Linked DNA regions of Zea mays: region 2 is linked to region 1. A link is a contact called in public Hi-C data. All regions are on one chromosome and are shown on one strand. Each heading gives the region's core, a stretch centred on a gene start, on an enhancer-like site or on the middle of the called end of the contact. The rest is flanking DNA. Distances are from core to core; before and after follow the strand shown.

The links. Hi-C and Micro-C count contacts between places; a contact is called where the count stands out from the background.
Region 2: a Hi-C map of ear shows a contact between it and region 1, with 2.7 times the contacts expected there. The contact joins two enhancer-like sites. A contact is called at or near these places in 2 of 25 Hi-C or Micro-C datasets (ear and tassel).

The regions. Positions count from the first base shown.
Region 1 is chr9:100,871,501-100,877,712 of Zm-B73-REFERENCE-NAM-5.0, reverse strand. No RefSeq gene overlaps it. Among protein-coding and RNA genes, the nearest start is that of LOC118473372, 41 kb to the right of the region's middle. Within about 2 kb of position 2,487, at least 13 of the 20 cell types and tissues checked have an H3K27ac peak or open chromatin away from gene starts, as enhancers often do. A contact at or near this core is called in ear and tassel, where this site is marked.
Region 2 is chr9:101,490,792-101,497,935 of Zm-B73-REFERENCE-NAM-5.0, reverse strand. It overlaps LOC103638747 (probable LRR receptor-like serine/threonine-protein kinase At4g37250), which reads right to left. Exons shown (of 2, transcript XM_008661572.3): 1 at 4,541-7,144; 2 at 2,821-3,798. The coding sequence starts at 6,407. The coding sequence ends at 3,059. Among protein-coding and RNA genes, the nearest start is that of LOC103638747, 3.8 kb to the right of the region's middle. Within about 2 kb of position 2,470, at least 19 of the 20 cell types and tissues checked have an H3K27ac peak or open chromatin away from gene starts, as enhancers often do. A contact at or near this core is called in ear and tassel, where this site is marked.

The sequences.
Region 1 (6,212 bases), core at 1,238-3,737:
GTTTTATGTTTTTTAATAGATTTATCATATATATATATATATATATATATATATATATATATATATATATATATATATATATATATATATATATATATATATGTATGTCTAGATTAATCATTATTCTGTTGATTATAGACATAAAAATCAGAAGCTAAACGAATACTAATTTGTGACTGGGGAGTATTAAAGAGGCAAAAGTTCAATTCTTACTTTTTCTATCCCTTAAACATATTTGTATAGTAGTTTGTTCTTCACTACTAATGCATGACCCACTTGTCACTAATAAAAATTGGTTCTTTTGTCTAAACCAGTTGTAAGTTTACAACCAACTTCTCTTTCTTTCTCTTCACTCCAGCATTTAACATGTTTACATCCTCTTATTATACTTGCTCTCTAAAAGTGTTTTATGTTTGGTAGTTTCTTTTTTCCGTTGTAATGCACGGACGTGCTTCCTAGTTCATATGTAATAACTCAAAAGTGTATAGTTCAATATATATGCATGGCCATACAAAAGGAGGGCGCGCCTATATTTTGGCATAAGCTAAAGTAAACAGGCAACATTGCTTGTGGATCATATCCGTTGCCGAACTATAATATAACATAGGTAACCTGAGATAGATTACTGAGACTAAAGAGTGGTACCATTTTGTTGATGTTTGTATTGGCTATAGGCCTAAGGCCGCGATTGTTAGATACAGCCAAAAAGCTAGCCAACTAAGTATGACTTATTAGTGCATGTTTTGGATCTCTAGTAGCTAGGTGCATTCATCCCTAGCAATGAACAGTCCGAATAGGATGACCGAAACATAGTATAGAACTATTAATTAAAAACCCATTAATTAAATATATATATAGTTTCTATTTTCATGACAAGTATAGAATGTATCGTATACATAGTTTTGTTGGTTGAAACTGCCCTAATAAGCTACTAACAGCTAACAACTCAACATAGTTTTGTTTTGTTTTTTTTGTTGCTTATTTTCTAGACCATGTACTGATTTTTATCTTGTAATGATACGTATTTAAACAAAAGGCGAATATTATATAGCTTTGGTTCTTAACTACTTAGTGAAAAAAAACTTGGCTTGAGCTTGGCGGTAGCAAATGATATAACAAACAGCTAGTCCAGCCGGTTCGATGCATGCCCCCAACAAAGTTCACAGACAAAAGGGAAGTAGCACTACTTGGGATGTCAAAGCGACCAATGAATCGCAGTTACTGTCCACTGACCAAGGCGTGCTGGCCCAAGAAGGCGCAGTTGGGATTGGGATTGGGATGTCCAATTGATCGGGAAGCCAGCCGGCGGTAGGTGCGCCTAACGTTCTCTCCTTCACCTCCACGATGGAAAAGCGACCAAGATGAAAAAGCCATTACAGACCTGACCACAAGCCTTGCTCAAAGTAACCAAGCAGGCTCGTACGCGAAGGGAGAGACGCAGGCGCGCAGCACGTCCATTGCAGGATGTAAAAACGGGAAGCCTGTATTTAATTTTACCCCCGAGAGAGAGAGAGAGAGAGAGATGCAAGGAAGACGGCGGGGCAGGGCAAGGCGAGAGCTTTATTGTGCTGGATCTCTGAGCAGCGCTGTGTCTGGCGTCTGCCCACCGTGAACAGCAGCAGGCTGGTAGGGAATCAAATGCGAGCAAGCTGAGTTGTGAGTATTTCCATAAGCGGCCAATCCGTGTAGGTCCTTGCTCCTCATTTTCTTGCCTCTCGCTCGCTCGCTCGCTCGCTCGCTTCTCTCTCTCTCTCTGTGTGTCCGTCTGTCTGCACTTGACTAGGCTACTGTCTGGCTGTCCGTCCCTGCACCCCGTATTGACTGCTCATCAATCACGCCCCTTTCTTGTTTCAGAGCGAGAGCATGGCCGAAACAGCCACTTCAGTCCCCCCTTCCAGTGTTGCTCCTTTCTTGTTTCTCTTTTTCGAAAGAATGTTTTACCAATGCAAAACTCACAACATATCTGGAACAAAAAAAAAGGGTGCATGGCAATTGGCAGCCCCTTTCAAGACGAGAGACGTACGCGTGTTTAGCATGGGTTGGTTCTGCCCAAGACTAAGTAGTAGTACCCTGTATGGCTGGCTGTATATGGAAAGTTGTTAAGAGTGATGTGATTTTTTTTCTTCTGAATCCTGAGCCTGAGCCATGGGGTGGGGAAGGATTTTTAGTACGCTCTCCGTCCGTCTCCCACCAGATCTTCCGCGCCAATCAGAACCGGAACGTGGAGACGAGAGGACCAGGCTGAGCCGAGGCAACAGTTTGCCAGGGCCGCCGCTTTAATGGCTCCCCTCCCGTCCCCTCTGCCCGCGAGAGGCGCGAATCAAATGCTGCTGCCATGTCCCAACTCCCAAGTGAAGGGAGGGAGGGAGCTGACGAGCTCCCTCCGGCCGGGGAAGTAGCCAACGCAACAGTACGGACCCACCCCCACACAGTACCCACACAATACTTGCCCACGAAACCCAATGTAGCACAGCACAGGTGTGTGTGTGCGCGCGCGCATTCGGAACAAAGTTAAGTTCGGGACTATGCTTGATCTTGACAGCGATGGTAGATAGGTAGGCACCTGTTTCTCAGCAGACGCGCTAAAGGTTTGATCCAAAGTCTCGAGTCAGAAACGTTGTACAACCCCACAGCACAGCACTTGCCGAACCTTGGACAGAGGGAATATTGTAGGCCCCCACCCCTGAAAACAGTCATTACACCGGTTCATTCGGTATACGAAAACATTTTTTTATTTAGACACATCACTAGGATCAACATGAGTTACAAAGCCAGAAGGGCGACCCCCAAAAAAAAACTAGTTGAACCATGGCGGGTTTCTTCCTTTACGAGACATAAAAAATAAACTGAGTTATAGCTACAAGCCAAAAGGAGAAGTGAAAAATACAGGAGAGAAGACTATAACCAAGCTTTGTACTACCTCCGGTTCTAAATATTTGACGGCCAACAGTTCATATTTGAACTAGGAAACGTCATGTATAAAAAAACAGAGGGAGTACCTAAAGTAGCTAGCTATTCATTCAATAGGGGGAGAGAGAGAGAAATTAAACGCGTGCAACTCAGCATGGGTTCTTTTTTTCAGGAACCGGTAATAAACATGACACACAAAGCAAACGAGCTATCGAAAAACTCATACAGACCACCGTCTTGAGGAATTTACAGCCACACATAATGGGAACGATGGTTAGATATTCTGGTACGCAGGCACCTCAGCGAACGAAGTAATCCAAGACGTTGCGCCACCAATATGCTCAGTTAAGCAATTATGAAAAATTCGAAAAATAATTTAAAAAATTTAATTGTACGTACGCACACTAATGTATGAATATTATATTTGTAATTTTTAAAAAAAATGAAACTCAATTTTTGAATGGATTTGTACGTGAACAAAACCAAAATTGAAAAAAAAAGGTATTTGACGCTAGTTGGATTGATATATATATATTTTACGTGTAGACGGATATATAAGGGAATCGTTACGAACAGAGTGAATATAGGGGAGGAAATCTTGTTAACGTGGCTATATAGTACCATATAAGGAGAAAAGTTTAGGAGAAATCGCTGGGGGACAAAGAGATCGATGAAGTTGCCACCAAAACACCGTGTGACTGGCCGGCGCTGCATTGTTGTCCCCTGAACTGAAAAGGAGTCGGCACCAAACGATACGGTTCAGCAACCAAACCATCAGCTTCAGAAAATGGTACGCCGTGCCAGTTGCCGCTCTACCTCTACCCATAGATGCATACTCGTTTTTTTCCACGAAAGGAGACGTATAGCCCATTCCTTGTCATTTTTCTTTCAAACTGCACTGGATCTTTTGGAAGCCGGCATTCCCCGCTTTCCAGGTGCAGTGCAGCAGCAAGCACCCATTTGGAGCGGCTCTTAAGTCTCACGTTGTGTGTTGGACCAACATCTCTCAGCAAAATAGTTTTGAGGCCTGCCGTGCATTTGCACCCACCAGCATGACTGCATGAGTACTACGTTTTGCAAAAAAAGAGAAATGGTTTTTGTCACAAAAAACAAAGGAGCATCTTAAACGCTTTTGAAAACTCCTATTCAGACGACAAGGCTCGACGACTGGCCTATCTCTTCTTTGACTGCCGAAGATCATGAGATATATATCTAGGATCCAGGGCGTTCTCTGCTGTCTCCTATATGACCAATTGACCAGCCAGCCATCCAGTCCACCACGACTGCGTTCGTTGCTCTGCGAAACTAAACGAGTGAGGTTTTAGCTACCCCGTCAGTTGCATGCTGACGTTGTGCCGTCATCAGGCAAGAATTAGACACACACACACACACACACATCGATGAAGATGATGCCACACGTCTTGTGCAAAGTACCGGATCGCGGATCACAGTGGAGCAGCACTGTGCCCTTCGAACCAGCAGTTACAGAGCACACAGTAAACAAGGCAAATGGGAACTTGTTTTTTTTCCCACCCTTTCTCAGGTCCTCTCTCTCGTGTCGCGGGCGGAACCTCAACACATCCTCTAGTACAGTACAGGGCCGCATCAACCAATGGAGAGGGCAACGGCCAGGGAAGAAGCGACAAAGAGCACAGTGAACAACAGATAGGGAGTGCGTAGGAATATGTTCCTGTGTTAAGACTCTGAAAGATGGAAGCATCAACAATCAGAACTGAGTATCTTAAATTTTGGTTGGTGACTGTTCTGTTCTGTTCGAGGACGGACAGTACAGTAGGGCAGCACGAGCCAAAGGCCAAAGAGGAGTACGAAATCCAGCTGCCTACCGTGATAGATGGAGCCATCTCAAAGGCTCAACACCACCATTTGTGTGGAAGCAGACCACTGTCTACTATACTACCTCGAAGGAACTGACAGACACCGAACCATTTTCACTCCGACCAGAACCATTTTGCATGTTGGAATCCTAGGAAACCACCACACTAGTGACTAGTCTGCTGCTGCAGATCGGACCCCGACCCTTCCTGGAGGACGGACAGAAACCCAGGGGGCATGGCATCCCTTCAGTTGCATCATTAGTTTCAGAGACTCCAGTACTGTAGTGTACTACTAGGGAAGGGCAAGGCAAGTTTTCAAGTGCATGGAACGGGACTCTAGCCTGAGCCCCAACGGTTTTTACGCCGCTACTTGGGACACAACTTCGACCGCGGTCAACAACTTTTTTTCTCGACCTTCTATGATCGTTCGGTGGACCTCGAGAGGATCAACAGATCCTATGTTGTTCTTTTACACAAAAAAAAAGAAGAACATTATCTTGAGTGTTACCAAAAAAAAAAGAACTTTTTCCCGACGATTGCTCCCCCTTGATTGCGGGGTGTTTGGTTACCCCAAACTAAAATTTAGCCCCTGTTATATCGAATGTTTGAACCTCCGTTCCGGGTATTAAACGTAGTCGGATTATAAAACTAATTTGTCAGCCGAAGATTAAAAGACGAGACGAATCTAATCCAGTTGGTCTATGATTGTTCCTAGACGTTATCTTGCGACCGTTATCTTGCCGGATAAAACTAATTTGTCAGCCGAAGCTTCTTGTGACCGTTATCTTGCCGGCCGCCTGATCCTTGTCCAGAGCATTTTGAGTGCTATGCCTCTCCACTATATGTCGTCTATGATTGTTCCTAGACGTGTCCTGAGTGCTATTGGTCGTCGTAGGAGGGCCTTCCTTTGGACAGAGGGTGGGTGACCTCTGTCATGGTTCTAAGTGTCTTGGGTGGCTTGGGACAACGTTTGTCTTCCGAAAAATTGCGTTGGTCTCGGTGGTGTCAAAAATATGTGTCAAAAATATGGTTATTACCCAAAACCTTTGCCTCTTTCTCAGATTTGCTGACATGGCCCTTAATGGTCCTATTGTTCCGTGGCTTAATTGGTGCTTCAGGTTCAGGGCCGTTCATATATATATATCCGGATTTGGTGCCGACTCCCACTCCTTCTTACCTTGCCCGTATTTACAGTTCAGTTGTCGACCTTTTTCCGCGATTGCACCTACGTTTTGTGTCGGGGATGGCAAGTGAAGTCCACTGCCTTTCGGTTGGATAGATGGATCTCTGATTCCCCTCTTTGCTGCTCCTTCCCCTCCTCCTTGTTCTCTCATGTTACTCAGCCTAACCTGTCGGCATTTGGAGTTTTTAAGGCATAATTTTGATCTGCGCTTGCGCCCCCCGTTTGACTAATGCTGCTATGGACGAGCTCGATTATTTGCTGCTTCTACTTCTGTCGCGGGTGCA
Region 2 (7,144 bases), core at 1,221-3,720, 620 kb before region 1:
TTGTGTTCTCATATACTACCGTTGTGGTGTGTTGGATCTCGTTGCGCACAAGTGTACAAGCGGAGTTTATTTGTTTGTTGTACCACGAAACTGGGTAGATTGTTTGTCTAAGGCTGTTGTTCCATTAGTGTACTATAGGGGGTGTTTGGAATGACTCCAGTTTCCAGCTTCAGTATGGAACTGTAATTTATAATATTAATTTAAATAGTTTTAAAAATATTTTTAATCTAAATAATAAATGAAATGGCTTATCTAAATGTATTCTAAAGACTTACAATTCTAGCTCCACGATTTTATAGAGTACCTAATGACCTGCTCCACTAACTTCACTAAATTTTCTAGAGCTGGAACTAGATCTATTCCAAACAGGGCCTAAATGCATCATTGTTGTTCTTAAGTTGATCTTGAGGGTCTATTCTATCGTCTATATTTCAAACTCTACTATGTCTATTGTTAAAACAACCTTCTGCACACTCATGCATTTAGACCTATTGACGAGGACAATCTTGCGCTCTTTTCTTTATTCTCTTCGACTCTTGGGCATTAATTAGCACATGTTTGTCGGATTGATCTCATCTGAACTCGGTGAGGGACCATGCGGAACCTCACTCGCACCTTGATAGAGGCTATCATAACCTTCTTGGTTGCAGTCCCTTCATACCATGTAAATAAATACACAGTTGGTCGACACGTGATACCAATATTCACCATGCCTCCTTGCTCATACACAGACTAACGAGATACAATTTATCTCTATACTGAGCTGGATGGTAGGTCACTGCCTCTACTGTCCCAGAGGCGTCGTCACCAATAATGACACTCAAACCTGGACTCCAACCTCGCATGACCACTCTCCCTAATCCCGAAGGTATACTTCTTGGTTCTTCATTTTGTAGTAGCTAGGGTAACAACCTAAGGTTCTATACACCTAACAGTGGTACCGGAGCTTGGACCGTAACTCTAGAAGTTCATACCCTTCGATTTTGGACCGAATCCGAGCAAATCTCATCAAAAGACGTAGATTATCTCAACCCTCGGGCATTTGAGATCTCCTATCATGAAGTAAATGGTATATACTAAACTATGTGTATATAATGGCCCTAGGTACACCTAACAACTATGCACGTGCCAAGGGTATGCTTGCAGTATCACATTAAATGTTGGCATTGTCGAGGTTAATTATCCTTTGGTAAGATAACCGCTATATCGGCTACCTATGTAGGCATTATAACCTATGACATCAGCCTTCACGACATGGTCTTGTTGTTCACATGTGACTGGCTACCGACACTGGCCCTTGTGTTTTATTATATTTCCAGGTATAGTATGCACTTGTTTCTATGGTTACATGACATTACACATGCACTGCTTAGCGACCTCAAGTGCTCTAGAGCCTATATTGCATGTCTGCACATCATGTTAGCCATGTAATGTTGCCCATCGTACATTTAATATCTTGTACATGAGACTTATTCATTAATATATAGTATTGTGACAATCTTTAAAGCATCTAGACGTGGTGTGTCTTGATGTCTTGATGTCGTATTCAGTGGACCCTTCACACCTTTCAGCTACGAAATAGACCGAGGTTGTCACTAAGTCATCGTCTCCTTTTAGGAGGAATTTTAGCTCGTGAGAGTATACTATATAATTAAAATAGACCGAGGTTGTCACTAAGTCCTCTTCACCTTCTAAGAGGAATTTTAGCTTCTAAGAGTATACTATATAATTAGGTGCCCCGGGGGCACGAGGAGCCATGGACTTATGACGTCAAGTGTCGCGAGGCATGAACCATGAAGAGCCATGGGATCTTATACCACTAGATGCCAAGGGGCAAAAGGAGGTCCAGGGCTCTATCAGAGATGTCGTCACCATGAACACCGAATCCGACTCCAACCTCATATGGCGACTCCTCCAATCTTGAAAATAGTCCTCGGTTCTTCGGGCTAGGATAACGAAGCATCTAACAAGTAACAACCCTGATCTGCTTTTTACGAGCCTACATAGCTTGTTTTACAAGCCTTTCCTTCGTTGACTCCGTGCCACTCTATTTCTATAATGCAGCATGTGAGCTGTTGTGACAGTAACATGCCATTGAGGCGCATGCCGTTGCAAGAACTTGACCTTTATCTCACTCACATACACAGTAGTTTATGTCAGCTTATTTCTGGGGACTGGATGTTAACCTGTCACTTGCTGGGTCTGGGTTAGACCTAATTAAGGAACCCGTGCTTACTGGCTAAGCTCTGGCGATCACGTGTCACGAGGCGAGGGTGGTACCGACATGCAGAGCAGCAGGAGCACAGGGCAGGAAGACGCGGCCGGCAGAAAAAAAAACCCCGGCCAACACGGCATCTTCCCAAACCCTCAGAGGCCCAGAGAAGTTACTCTCTCTGCTTGCCCTGGCCTGTCGCCCGTGGTCCGTCTCCGTCTCCGTCTCCGTCTCCGTCTCGAGGAGAGTGACGGCACGGTGGAAGGAATATGAGGAAGACCACTACAATATTCCCTGCTCGCTGCGGAGCGCTGGAACGGACATGGCGGGACACCGCGTTTCGTCGCGTGCGCGCGCCGGACAAAACAGACTTGGAGAGTTGTACCGGTGGCGGCTAGCGCCTGTCAAAGCAGCAGCAGCAGCAGCAGGCCTTGTTGAATTCTTGTCCGAGTCCGGCTCCGGTGCACTGAACTGAACCGGCACGACAGGTTCAAGAACCATCCCGATTTGGTCGATCAGATTCAGAAGAACCCATTGATCGTGTGGCCATCAGACACTGACACTGTCACAGTAAGTACACATCTTGAGATCCACCGAGACGCAAGATCGAAAAAAAAGGAATATGCATCGCTTTCAAATCCACAATCACAAACACAGATGATTAGTAGGTTAATTAATTCTCGCAGCACCTCCAAAATCAGTAACAGATCTACGTACACGCCCTACCACACAAGCTCGCCACCGGCGATCAACGCCGACGCCGCCACCACCGTCCGTGCACTTGCAGTAAGATTATTGCGATCAGTAACGGCTCCAAGCGCTACAAGGTCAGTTGTTTTTTCCCCCTCAGGGCACAGCGGCGCCGCTGCTGCTCGCGGCGGCGCCGGGCGCCGCCGCCGCCGCCGTTCGCTCGAGCACCATGGCGGCGTCCCTCATGGAGGGCCGCTTGCCGGGCGCCATGGCGCAGCACGCGAAGGCGAGCCTGAAGCACGCCAGCAGCGCGTCCTCCCGGCCGTCGGCCTCGCCGCGGAGCGTGGGGTCGGCCATCCGGAGCACGCGGCCGTGCTCCTCGGCGGCCACCAGCCCCGCGTGCCACTGGCACAGCTCCACCTCCGAGTAGACCCGCCCGGAGAGCAGCTCCAGGAGCACCATGCCGAAGGCGTACACGTCCCACTTGGCCGTGGGCCGCAGGTTCTTCAGGCACTCGGGCGCCTGGTACGGCGCCGGGGCGGCGCTGGCGGCCGCGGCCGCCGCGGACGCCGACCCGCACGGGCTCGCGCCCGGCCCGGGCATCTGTGACAGGTCCGGCAGGCTGCTCGTCGAGTGCATCGACCGCTTGCTCCCGAACAGCCGCGCCGACGCGCCCGCGCGGTAGTGCGGCGCCGCCTCGCCCGACGCCAGCCGGTCCAGGCCCAGGTCCCCGATCCATGGCTCCATGTCGCCGCCCAGAAGGATGTTGCTCGGCTTCAGGTTCCCGTGCACGCCCTTCTTCTCGTGGATGTACGCCAGCCCTCGCGCCACGCCGCGCGCGATCCGCAGCCGCGCCTCCAGGCTCAGGTGCAGCGGCGACGACGACCCGAAGCGCCCTGCAGAGGAGGTGCGGCAAAATCATCCGGTCATTACGATTACGTGTGAGGAACATAAAGTTACGGGCTCAGGATCTAGAAAGTGACGAATTCCTACTATTACTACTATTACAACGACTCAACCGATTACGTGTTTATGTTGATTTTGGATGGTTTTTGTCCCAACGGATTTTATAGAAGCTGGCTGAAAAGCTGAGCGTTTAGCAGTCCACGGCAGCTTTTGGTGGCCAGAAGCTGCCAGAAGCCGAAACAAACAGGGCCATATGACCAAATCAGGTGAAGTGAGCCTCGTGATCGTAAAAATGGAACGCCAAGGCGTTAGGCGTTGTGGAGTTGTACTGATTTTGCGACTGATGAAGCAAAGCAACCAAAGGACAGTTCTTTCAGTACCAAAGGGACGAGTCCTTAAGACTTGCAGCAAAATTGCAATGATTCGTGTGAGCAATGACAAATTTATTTGCACTACCAGTACCTGTGACTGTGACCAATGCGATTAAGCTCTTCCTTCAGACAATAGTTGAATCAGTACTACTAATGCGCATTTAAGTTGCAGCACGTACAATCAGTAAAGTGCCATCTTTTCATAAGACTCACCAAGCCGTTGCAAATGATTATAAAGTTTGAGCCTATGAACCGTACTACAGGTGCATCATTAGTCGGTGTCAAATCAAGCAACTTTCCGATGCAATTTCTAGTATCTGAATGAACGTTGGTGCTGGAGAGAGACGAAGGAGGAACTTACTGCTGAATGCGATGTTGGCAAGGCTGCCGTTGGGGGCGTAGTCGTGGATGAGGAGCTTCTCGTCGGCGCCCCAGTAAAAGCCGCGCAGCCGGAGGATGTTGGGATGGCGGAACCGGGCGACGGCGCGCACCTGCGCCTCGAAGTCCTTGAGCTTTTCGGCGCCGCCGCTCTCGCCGATGCGCCGGACGGCCAGCGCGGTGCCGTCGCCGAGCACGGCCTTGTACACGATGCTGGAACCCGTGGCGCCGAGGATGTAGGCCGACGCCTTGAGCAGCGTCTCCATCTCGAGCTCGCCGTCGCCGTCGACCGTCACCAGCGTCGCAGGCGCGGGGGGCGCCTGCTGCTGCTGCTGGGGCAGGTTGTGCTTCTTGCTGCCGTGCTCCTGCGGGGTGCTCCGGCCGATGAAGCTTCCCCTCTTCTTGAGGCCCTCCTCGTCGGAGGACTCGCCGTCCGACGACGCGGAGTACTCGGAGCTGTCCGAGCTGTCGTTCCTACGGCCAATGCAGCACCCCGTCGACGTGGACGCCTTCTCTTCTTTGCCTCCGGCGATGTCGAGCGTCTTGACTACGCCGCCGTCGAAACCTCGCGCGCTCTTCTGCTGCAGGTGCAGCGGCGGCGTCGGGTCCTGCTCCCGACGCTGCCGCCTCTTCTTCCTGACGTGGTACGCGTACATGAACAGCATGAAGAGGAGGCCGACGCCGGCGATGTCCCCGACGACGATGGCCACAATGGACGCGGGACGAAGCTTATCCTGCTCGCTCGGCGGCTGCCCCTGGGCTTGCGGCGGGGCGCGAGCGGGGTTCTTGGGGATGGCCGCGAACGCCGGCGGCGAGTCGGTGGCGTTGGGAGGCTTCGACAGCGACGACGGGATCGAGCACGCCTGCTTCAGCGGCGGCCCGCACAGGTTCGGGTTGCCCTCGTACGCCGCCGCCGGCTGCGCGGCAAACGGGCCGGCCTGTGGGATCGCGCCGGTGAAGTTGTTCCGCGACAGGTCCACCGTCGCGTTCGCGGGGACGACGGCGGCCAGCTCGGTCGGCACAGCGCCGGCGAGCTTGTTGGACGAAACGTTGAGGAGGCGGAGTGCGGTCCCACCGAAGTCCGACGGGAGCGAGCCGTTGAAGTCGTTGTCGCTCAGGTCAACAAGCTCCAACGTCCCGAGGCCTCCGACGGGGAGCTCACCGGCGAGGTGGTTGCTGGCGAGCCCCAGCGCAAGGAGGCTCGGCAGCCTGCACAGCGCGGCGGGGAGGCGGCCCGCGAGCGCGTTGCCCGAGAGGTTGAGCTGCTGCAGGCCGCGCGCATAGGCCGCCGCCGCGTCCGGGAGCTCGCCTGACAGCGCGTTCCCGGCGAGCGAGAGGACGCGGAGCTCGGTGGCGTTGAGCAGCGTAGGCGGCAGGCTGCCGCTGAGGCCGTTCCCGGAGAGGTCGAGGTGGCGCAGGTGCTCGACGCGGCCGAGGTCGGGCGGCAGCGTCCCCGAGAGCTGCGCGTTGGGTAGGACGAGGCTGATGACCCGCGACACCGTGGCCGCCGCCAGCGACGCGCCGAGGCCGGCCGCCGCGGTTGCTCCGGTGGCGTTGCGCGCGACCGTCGCGGTGCCGTTGCCGTCGGCGGAGGCCGAGGTCACGTTCGCCGCCGCCGGCGCGGTGTCGTCCTGCGGGAAGCCGTTGCAGATGACGCCGTTCCAGGCGCACGGCGCGGCGTCGCTGTAGCTCCAGCCGGCCAGCGCGCCCAGCGGGTCCGCGGTGACCGTGTTCTTGAAGGACATGAGCAGCACCCCGTCCGCATTGAGCCCGCACGCGCCGGTGCACAGCGAGGCGAGAAGCAGCAGCAGCCACGCCATAGCTCCGCCGCCCCTCCTCCGCCCATCCATTACCTCTGCGGGCGAGCTTTTCCTAGACGGCCGGCACCGACGCCGAGGCCAACATGTCCGTGCTCGATCCTCCTAGCTTCCTCGGTCGGGTGCACAGCAAGCGTTGACCGACCCGGTCCGCGCCGGTTGGCTTCCTTGGTAGCTCAGCGCCCTCCCCTCGCGGTCAGGGCGCAGGGGCAGCAGGTGGAGTGGAGAGGCGGTACGAGCAGTGAGAGGTTGGCAATGGCATGTGATGCTCTGGCGGGCGGGCTGAGCGGAGCGGAATAAAGAAGCGAGGCGCCGGGTGCGGGTGGGGTGGGTGGCCGCGTGGGGTGTGGGAACTGGGAAGCCGAGGCTGCGGCCCGCGACGACAGGACAGACACAGTCACACAGAGTAGACAGGTGCCCGGAACGGCCGTGAATCCTCCCCAGTTTTGAGGTGCCCTGGCCGGCCGCGGGGCTCAGATTCCACGCCCCGGCCGCTATAAATTTTCGAGATTGTGGGACCCGAACGGCAGCCGGCATGCAGTACACACGTCGTTGTCGCCTCTGACCTCGCTCCATCTTCCTTACCGACTACCGATGGAGAAGAGACTGGCAGACTGCTCCGTCGGCCTCCATGGATGCAGATGCAGTAGGAACAACAGCTGTGCTCGGGCCCGTCGTGTGGTGGCGTGGTTCATGGCAATGGCATCGGAAAGCGTCGACCTGACGTGCGTGCCCAGGCCCATCCGAACGTCCGGTCGGGTCTCCATCGA